Linked DNA regions of Zea mays: region 1 is linked to region 2. The links are chromatin contacts, called in public Hi-C maps. All regions are on one chromosome and are shown on one strand. The core of a region is the stretch at or near the end of the contact, and the rest is flanking DNA. Distances in the headings are between cores, read along the strand shown. Region 1 holds the start of LOC100285978 (pleckstrin homology domain-containing protein 1). Region 2 holds the start of LOC100382420 (RNA polymerase II C-terminal domain phosphatase-like 2).

Region 1 (5,100 bases), core at 2,252-4,751, 340 kb after region 2:
CCAGTTGGAGATCTGCGCAGGGGGCAGATGCTCCAGCCAGGCACGGGCGGCGTCAGAGAGGAACAAGGGGAGGTTGCGGATGATAAGGTTGTCATCGTCCGTCCCACCTAGCTGGCAGGCCAGCCGGTAGTCCGCAAGCCACAGTTCCGGCCTCGCTTCCCCCGAGTACTTGGTGATAGTAGTCGAGGCTCGGAACCGGGTCGGGAACGACGCCCGTCATATGGCCCGGCTGAAGGCTTGCGGACCTGGTGGTTCGGGCGAGGGGCTCCAATCTTCCTCGCTGTCGTAGCGTCCCCCACGCCTGGGGTGGTAGCCTCGGCGTACCTTCTCGTCGAGGCGGGCTCGACGGTCGCGACGATGGTGCTCGTTGCCGAGGCAACCTGGGGCTGCAGGCGTCGCGTCCCGCGTGCGCCCGGTGTGGACCGAGGCTTCCCGCATGAATTGGGAAGTCGATGCGCGATGCTCCGGGGGGCACCCTTGCCTTAGAGAGGCAGAGCTCTCGGCCCGTTGGACCACGGCATCCTCCAGGAGATTCTTGAGTTCTCCCTGGATACGCCGCCCCTCGGTGGTGGATGGCTCCGGCATTGCTCGGAGCAGCATTGCCGCTGCAGCCAGGTTCTGGCCGACCCCGCTGGAGGCCGGGGGCAGCCTTGCCCTAGCTTCGTTAGTGATATGGCGCTGGACGTCCCGGGCCCGATGACACGCCTCTCCGGCGAGTGCTCGGCCTGCCCACTCCTGCTCGATGTTTTGCCGGAGCTGCACAAGTTGTCCTGCTTCCTCGTCGAGCTTGGCCTGCATCTCGCGGATTTGCTCGAGCTGTGTGTCCTGACCCCCCGCAGGGACTGGGACCACAGCTAGCTCCCGCAGGATGTCAACGCGAGGTGCAGGCCTAGGGGGATTGTCATCCTCCGGCATACCAAGGTGGTTGCCTTCGTCGAGACCCCCTAGATCGACGTGGAAACATTTGCGACTTGGGCCACAACCCTCGTTGTCAAGGTCGTGGCCATTATCGGAGCAATCGGAGAGGCAGTAGTCACATGCGGTCATGAAGTCTCGCATGGTACTGGGATTACCGAGCCCGGAGAAATCCCAACCAGAGTCGGGCTCGTCTTCTTCCTCGGAACCCGTGGGCCCGTAGGTCGAGACGGCCGTCAGTCAGTCCCAGGTTGACCACATATGGTACCCCGGAAGGTTAGGATATGCCTTTATGAAAGCGCTCACCGAAGCGGGGTCGCTTGGTGGATCGAAGCTGAATCTAAAAGGCACAGGGTGGAAAACGGACGGTACCTCTCAATCGATGGACGGTGACGAAGTCGCGTCGGGGACAGACTGCATCGTTATCTCAGGTACAAGGCTAATGCCCAGCAAGTCCTCCGCGAGAGTGCTGGCGTCATTTGTCCGCTTGGGGTTGGCACGTTGTGGGGAAACAACACTCGCCGTCGTCTCAGGCGTGAGGTCAACGCCCGACATGTCCCCCGCTGGGGTGCCGGCGTCGTCGACTCGCTCGACAGCCGACGAGGTGCCGCCTCCTGCCTGGCCACGGTTGCCCCGCCTCCTCCTCCTGTGGCGAGGAAGGTGGCGGGACAAACCCGGATGCTGCTCTTCCACCATGGGGGGAAGACGTCGCCGAGTCCGCCGCCGCCGGGCGAGCTGACGGCCGTCGTTGTCGCTGTTGCGCTGCGGGGGAAGGAGTACCATGTCGTAGCTGCCGTCGAGGGACATGAACTCGAGACTCCCGAAACGGAGCAGCGTCCCGGGCTGAAGAGGTTGCTGGAGACTACCCATCTGGAGCTCAACGGGAAGTTGTTCGTCAACACGCAGCAGGCCCCTACCTGGCGCGCCAACTGTCGACGTTTCGACCCCGGGGGGTCCCTGGGCCGACAAGTAAAATTGTCGCTGCGTGTCCCAGCCCAGATGGGTTGGCGCGAGATGGAACACAAGGGGGGAAGAACGCGGCTCGTGTTATCCTGCGCCAGGGGGATGCGCTTGCAGTAGGGGTTACAAGCGTTCGCGAGGGAGAGAGAGCGAGCTTGTTCGTCAGCCCGTCCTCCCACGCGACCACCCTCTCGTATGTGGGCCCTGGACCTTCCTTTTATAGATGCAAGGAGATGGTCCAGGTGTACAATGGGGGTGTAGCTATACGCTAACGTGTCCGGCAGAGAGGAGCCAGAGCCCTATGTACATGCCAACGTGGCTGTCGGAGAGGTGCTAGAGCCCTGTGTACGCGGTGTCGTGGCCGTCGGAGGAGCACTTGAGCCCTGTAGAAGCACAGCTGTCGGGGCTGCTGGGACTTTGCTGACGTCTCCTTGCTTTCGTAGGGGGCTAACAACTGTCGTCGTCATGGACGCACGCGAGGAGCCATCATTACTTGTTACAGGGGCGAGCCTGGATGGGACGTCGGTCTTGTTCCCCCGTAGCCTGAACTAGCTAGGGGTAGGGTAATGATGTACCCCCTCGTGGTGTGGTCAGTCCGAGCCCAAGGTCGGGCGAGGCGAAGACTCCTCCTGAGGCCGAGGTTGGGCGAGGACGCGATTCTTCCCGAGGTCGAGGTCGAGGCCGAGCCCTGGGGTCGGGCGAGGCGGAGACCACCTTTCGAGGCCGAGGGCGAGGCCGAGCCCTGGGATCGGGCGAGGCGGAGACCTCCTCCTGAGGCCGAGGCCCAAGGTCGGGCGAGGTGGAGCTTCCTGTTGCGCCTGAGGCTGGACTTAGCTGTTGTCAGTCTCACCCTGGCGAGTGGCACAGCAGTCGGAGAGGGGCGAACGACGTTGTTTTCCTGTCAGGTCGGTCAGTGGAAGGGCGAAGTGACTGCGGTCACTTCGACCTTGCCGACTGAGGCACGTGTGTCAGGATAAGGTGTCAGACGATCCTCGCATTGAATGCGTCTGCGATGCGGTCGGTTGGTGAAGGCGAGTTGGCCAAGGTTGCTTCACAACGAAGCCTGCCCGAGCTGGGCTTCGGGCGAGTCGAGGGTGCGCCCGTTGCTTGAGGAGACCCTCGGGCGAGGCGTGAATTCGCCTGGGACTACTGTTCCCGCCCGAGGCTGGGCTCGGGCGAGGCGAGATCGCGTCCCTTGAGTAGACGAAGCCTTGACTTGAATTGCGCCCATCAGTCTCTGCAGTTTGTGCTGATGGTGATTACCAGCCGTGTTTAGGAGTGTTGGGTACCCCTAATTATGGTACCCGACAGTATGTGCTCCTAAACCCCTTTTGGTTTAAAATACCATGGTACCACGATATTGTCTTGAAAATAAGAAAATATTATGTTTCCAAACAAATCCTTATTTTGTAATATAAACAGGTTTAAAACAGGGTGTGATATGTGTCTCGATAGAAAAACGGTATCATAATAATCCTATAGAATAATTAGATATATACCATTAAAAAATTATAACTTTAGATATACATCATTGGCATTTGCACCCCACGTATAAGCGAGATAGCAATGGTATATATATAAAGTTATAATAGATCCAAATTTCACTAATCCTAAACCAACCCCTTCGCGAAAAGAAGAAAAGAACGGTGGTCGCCTACCCGATCGGATCCCAAAATTCTCCACAACCCCATGGCGGCGAGTTTGTGGCGGGCGGTGATGGGCACCGGCGCGGCGTCCACGAACACCACCGACTCCTCGGGCGGCGGCGTTGAGTTCTGGCGCGCCCCGGAGCGCGTGGGTTGGCTGACCAAGCAAGGCGAGTATATCAAGACATGGCGGCGGCGGTGGTTCGTGCTCAAGCAGGGGCGGCTCTTCTGGTTCAAGGAATCGACCGTCACGCGCGCTTCCGTGCCCCGCGGTGTCATCCCTGTCGCCTCCTGCCTCACCGTCAAGGGCGCCGAGGACGTCCTCAACCGACCCTACGCCTTCGAGCTCTCCACGCCGCGCGAGACCATGTACTTCATTGCTGACACCGAGAAGGAGAAGGAGGAGTGGATCAACTCCATCGGGCGCTCCATCGTCCAGCACTCCCGCTCCGTCACCGACGCCGAGGTCGTCGACTACGACAGCCGCCCTGGCGACAAATGATTGATTTGTGAGCCGGTCACACCTGTTACTCTGCAGCGTCTCTATGCTACTTTATCTCTGCAGCGTCTCTATGATAATTAGTGCCTGTTTGGTTTGTGCTAATTATGTCATGCTTTGCCTAATGTTAGTCGTTTCAATTAAATAACTAACCTTAGACAGAAAAGTTAGTCAAAGTGTGGTAAGCTAGGACATGTTTGGTTTGATGACTAAATTATCACATTTTGTGTAACTTTTATGTTTAAGATTAGTTTTTCAATTTGAACGACTAAGCTTAGACAAAGTGTGGCGCAGTTAGCCACGAACCAAACAGGTCTTTAGTCACCGAACCAAACAAGCCCTTAGTTAAACAGGTTTTTAGTCACCGAACCAAACAAGCCCTTAGTTTCACACTTGTTATTGTTGTTTTGTGGATGTATGATCTGTGTATTTGTATAATATTTTGGTCATTGGGGAATAAGTTCGGCATCTTATGTATAGCGTGCTATCTGATACAGTACTGCATATCAGTTGTCTACTTTCAAATTTGTGCACTGCCCGTTTGATTTGTTTGGTCAATCGTTTATAGTATTTGGTTACACCTCCGGACGTGTGAACTTACAGCAATCCAACAAGAAAATTTTATTGCTGCTTTTAAATTGCTCCTTTTGAGTGTCATATTAACATAAACCCATGAAATTACTTGCTCCTGTTGGCTTTGAACCATACTTGAATTTTATCTCATTTAGTTGATGAAATCTTGGTTTGCCTATTCTAACAACTATGTTTCCTTGACCACGATGATCTCAGAGCAGTTATCTGCTTATTCAGGAAAAACCTCTAGGATACTGTTTTCTGCGCGAGCATATGAAATGCACCAAGCGCTTCCTATACTGAAGGTCTAGACTTCAGTGTTACTTGTGAGCTCATATCCTCAATTTTAGTTTTGGAAGTCATTCTGATGAAATAAGGTTAAACTGTTGTGGTTATCTGTTCATCAGAACAGGTAGAAACACCGATCTTATAGTTTATTTGCAGATGATCTGGTAAGTAAGCGGATTGTCTGTCTCATCTTTAGGGTGTATAATGCTAATTACCTCA
Region 2 (4,889 bases), core at 315-2,814:
GATATAGAACAATTGTTGGAGATTGAAAAATATTACCCGCTCTCTAGAGTGTATTACCCGCTCTTGAGCAAAGTTGAGAAAAAGATTACCTTGACCTTTATGGTCGGCTAAGGGAGGATTATGGTTGAAAAAGACCCGACCCTTTGTAGGCTACTCAACGAGGAGTAGGGCACAATTACGATGTGCCCAGGATAAATCAAGTATTCTTGTGTTCTTACTTGTTTGAGCACATAGTTCATCTTGTTGTAAGCAATGATTCAAACGTTGCTTTGCGTGTGTGGATTGTGTGGAGTTGCTCCACTCATATTCACTATTTCTATCCCTCTATTATCTCAGCAATTTGTTCGATCTAAGTCGCTCTCATCAATTTCGTTGTTAGATTCAAATTTAGTGTCAACTTTGCAGTTGAACCGGCTTGCAACGATCGAACTGGTTTTATTGCTTAATTTGAAGTTTTAGTTGAAAAATTTAAAGTGTAGCATATTCACCCCTTTAGGCTACATACAAGAAAAAAACTAGTAGACAAAACGACCGCATACATCCTTCAATGGTATAAAGGATTTTTAAAAATAAAAAAAATCATTTTAGTGAAGCTAAAACTGGTCTGTAAGCTAAATACTTTCGCAAACTCTACAACTTTAAAAAAGCTGTCCAACTCTAAAATTCATGAAGCTAAACTCGTTTTTGTAAAGTTGAGTTATAGTGAACATCCACTTAAACATAGTCTTTGTTCCTAAAATAGCTTATCATATACTTTCTTCGTTCCAAAATAAAATTTATTTTAAAATGGAGTGAGTATTGGATAAGTGGGATTGACCATTTGGACGGTGACCAGAACACAAGGAATGGTGGTAGAGTCCCCCATTGACTTTGCTGCCATGCTAAGGATAAGTGGATAACATATGTCAACATCGAGGTTATGGCCCTTCGATCTTAAATCTTTGATGTCCTCTTTAACCGGATGGCTTGACATTTTTTAACTGTAATCAAATATATAAAAATATGAGTATTTATAATATATAATTTATATCAATAGATAGATATGAGAAATATAAATATTGTTAATAGTACAAATTTGAGATCTTTAACTGATAAAAATATTATAAAAATATTATAAAAATATTTATTTTAGAAGATAGTGAATATGTCTTTCTAGCGTCAAATCAGACTAGTGGACCTTTAGCCCGCAGGAAATTTAAGGGCTGCGCCGCATTGATGTGTTGTGAGTAAACCCGCTTTCACTCACGAATTATGGGACACGCACACTGCACACACAACCAGCCCTAGACGTGCCAAATCAGCAGGAAAGGGGATCATCCCGGACTCCCAGTGGCCGGTGCTCCCCACGCGGCGCACCGAGCCAGACGCGATCATGCGACACGAAAAGATAGTCACTGTCTCACTGACGCGTCGGCCCCGGTTCAGGATTCGACTTTTGGTCCGCGCGTCCACAGCCAGACCGGTGACCGGACCGATCCAACGGAACCATCCACCCGGCCGCCCGGTCCCAAAGTTCTCTATAAAACCGCAGCCGAGGCCCCCTTCCTGCGCTGCAAGCCTGCAAGCCCCTTCTCCGCCTTCATTCCCCAAACACCAAAACCCGGCTCCGCGTCTCCGCCGAAGCGGGAGGCGGGCGGGGGCAGGCACCTGTTCGCGCTGCGCGAAATTACACTCCCCCTCCCTCTCTTTTCTCACTCCGATTCCCCACTCGCGATGGCCGCGCCTCGACCCCCGCCGCTGGGGGCCCTGGGAGGCGTTGTCGGTGGCAGCGGTGGCGCCGCCCCCGCCGCCGGGGCGCCCGCCGGAGTCAGCATGCGGATGTTCCACGGCGAGTCGTTCCTTGGCGAGATGGAGGTCTTCCCGATGAAGCGGGACGGCGAGGGGGGCCTCCCTTTCCCGACCAACGAGATCCGCGTCAGCCACTTCTCGCCGGCGAGCGAGAGGTGCCCGCCTCTCGCTATCCTGCAGACCATCGCGCCCTTCTCCGTACGGTGCAAGTTGCAGACCAAGCTTACGCCTCCCAACCCGGGCCTCCAGCGCTTGTATCTCACTTGTTTCAACGAGTTCAAGGTTTGTCCCCAATTTTTGTGAACAACCGCGAATATGTGGTTTCGTCTTCACATGCCTGTAGACTGTAGTTTCTATGCACATTTGAAATAGAAGGAACGCACGCATTTCAATTTGAGCTTCAACTCTTAGGAATTTCTATTCACTGTATTTGTAATTCGTCGAAGAAGTATCAGGAGTTGAAGCATTTGCACATTTCATTCTGGGTCCATCTTAGGTGTTTTGGCTTGATGCGAGTATGTCATTCCCATGTCCATTTCAAATTGAAGCGGAAAACGTAACTACTGAGGTGGACAGGTGGTACTTGTACATCGTGAAACAAGTTTCATAGACTGAAGCATTTTGCGTATTTCATTTTGGGCTTTCATGGGTTGTGACTTGTGAGTTCCATATAGTTAGATTCAGGGATTGTTTCTCTTAATACAACTTTACACAGAACATTAAGATTTGTATAACACTTCCTCTCATTTGGCTGTGTAGAGTGCTGTGGTAGTAGTTGGGGATGAGGAGCTGCACCTGGTGGCAATGCCGACCAAATCAGGGAAGGTGCCATGCTTTTGGTGCTGCTCAGCACGCTCGGGGCTCTATGCAGCGTCCGTTGGCATGCTCAACTTGCGCTGTCTTGCCATTGTGTTTGATCTTGATGAGACCCTTATTGTTGCTAACACAATGAAGTCCTTCGAGGATCGGATCGAGATGCTCTCCCGCAGAATGGATGTCGAAGATGATCCTATCAGAATAGCAGGGATGTCTGCAGAAATCAAACGATATATTGAGGACAAAGAGCTTCTCAAAGAATTCATTGACATGGATACAGTTACGGACAATGGCAAAATAGTTGGAACCCAGAAAGAGGAGGTTCAACCTATGTCTGGTGGTCAGGAGCGTGTTTTCCGTCCAGTTATCAGACTGCCTGACAGGAATGCAATTTTGACTCGCATCAATCCAGAGGTATGTTTCAAAACTAGTAGAGTGAATTCCATTTCATGGGCTGCAATAGAGGCTTGTCTACTTTGGGGATACAATTTATTGACTCTACTAAGCTTTTTGAGATTTAATACAATACTATTGGACTGAGGCACTCAGCATAAATTCTTCTATGTTTGGAAGGTGACAGATATTTGGATATCTAGAGATTTAATTCTTTCATTCAACTTACTGTTCTCTGATTACTCTACCTTTTCCTGTTTAGTATCATCTTACCATTTACATGATATATTATTTTCAGAATCGTGATACCAGTGTTTTTGTAAAGCTAAGACCTGCTTGGGAAGAATTGAGGAGTTACCTAACTGCAAAGGGACGAAAAAGATTTGAGGTTTATGTATGTACAATGGCTGAGAGAGATTATGCTCTTGAAATGTGGAGACTTCTTGATCCAGAAGGCAACTTAATAAGTCCACAACAGCTCTCAGAACGCGTAAATTGTGTAAAGTCAGGCAAGTGAACTTGTTTCAACTATTGTGCAATGATTCCTGTATCTGTTTTGTTTCATTTATCCTGACAAACTCTTCCAATTGTTCTTTTTTCCCCTTTCTTTCCTAATATTACAATGCCCTCCTTCTATTGGAACATATTGTCATTATGCATACACTTATGAGTAAGGCATTTAGCTCCAATTTATCTATGCAGTATCCTTTGTATTCCTAAATAACTTGTTCCTAGTGGAACTTCTAGAATCTATTTAGTAATATATAGGAGTTAATGAAATAGCGTACATTGTAGTTGGATGGAACAGTTCATTTTTAACCTTACTATCACGCTGATTTGATCTTCCTCCAGATTTTTTGTTTAACCATCTATTGCATGGCAGGTTCCAAAAAGTCCCTGCAGAATGTTTTCCGAGACAGAAGATGCCATCCAAAGATGGCCATGGTAATTGATGACCGACTTAATGTTTGGGATGATAAAGATCAACACAGAGTTCATGTCGTCCCTGCATATATTCCATACTATGCTCCACAAGCGGAGGTACTTATTATTTTATTACTCTGTATTTTGTGTTGAACATATACCCATTATGGAATGATATGTATTTCTATAAATTTTAGATGGCCAATGCTGTTCCAGTTCTATGTGTTGCAAGGAATGTTGCTTGCAATGTTCGTGGTGGGTTTTTCAGGTTGGTAAATGTGTGTTATGAAATTTTTGTATTTTTATTATATATTTCTTACTTCTTCAATACTGGGCCTGTTTTTCTTTTTCTTGCAGAGAGTTTGATGAGAATCTATTGAGGAAAGTGTTCGAACTATACTATGAAAATGGGTTATTGGATCTTCCATATGCTCCAGATGTTGGTGACTATTTAGTCTGCGAGGTATTAATATTCTAAATATGGTCTCCCTCAAGTAGTCAAGTTTATTTTTTCTGAAACTTAATGCTACCTTCCAATTTCTCTACAGGATACCAGTTTTGTACCAGGCAACAAAGATCAGGCTCCTATACCTGAGGGCATGAGGGGAACTGAAGTAGAGAAGAGATTAAATGGGCAGGTGAATTTTTATATCTTCGTGTTACTTGTATCTAACAAGAGTATGCAGACAAATAATGCCCTATTCCTTCGGAATATATTAGCCAGCACTGTTTAAATTACAACATATGGTTCATGCAGTCCGCTTTTAGCCATTTATAACTATATGCCTTTTTACTACATTGCTCTTTTTGAGAATGGATCTGCACCTGTATGAAGTTTAGAACCCCAAGCACTGTGTCTGTTCACTTGACTAATGGTTAACTTGTTATTAATCTCTTAATGTTTGAAATAAACTTCAAGAGAATGAGTGATCAATTATTTTCCTTGCCAGTCATATCGGTGGGAGCAA

The links. Hi-C and Micro-C count contacts between places; a contact is called where the count stands out from the background.
Region 1: a contact with region 2 is called in a Hi-C map of leaf, with 4 times the contacts expected there. The contact joins the promoter of LOC100285978 here to the promoter of LOC100382420 in region 2. A contact is called at or near these places in 5 of 25 Hi-C or Micro-C datasets (ear, leaf and tassel).

What each region holds. Positions count from the first base shown.
Region 1 is chr3:183,006,728-183,011,827 of Zm-B73-REFERENCE-NAM-5.0, forward strand. LOC100285978 (pleckstrin homology domain-containing protein 1) reads left to right here and starts at 3,502. Exons shown (of 1, transcript NM_001158867.2): 1 at 3,502-4,547. The coding sequence starts at 3,565. The coding sequence ends at 4,023.
Region 2 is chr3:182,665,635-182,670,523 of Zm-B73-REFERENCE-NAM-5.0, forward strand. It overlaps LOC100382420 (RNA polymerase II C-terminal domain phosphatase-like 2), which reads left to right and starts at 1,565. Exons shown (of 11, transcript NM_001175163.1): 1 at 1,565-2,070; 2 at 2,548-3,018; 3 at 3,296-3,506; 4 at 3,881-4,038; 5 at 4,119-4,189; 6 at 4,279-4,384; 7 at 4,470-4,559; 8 at 4,872-4,889. The coding sequence starts at 1,714.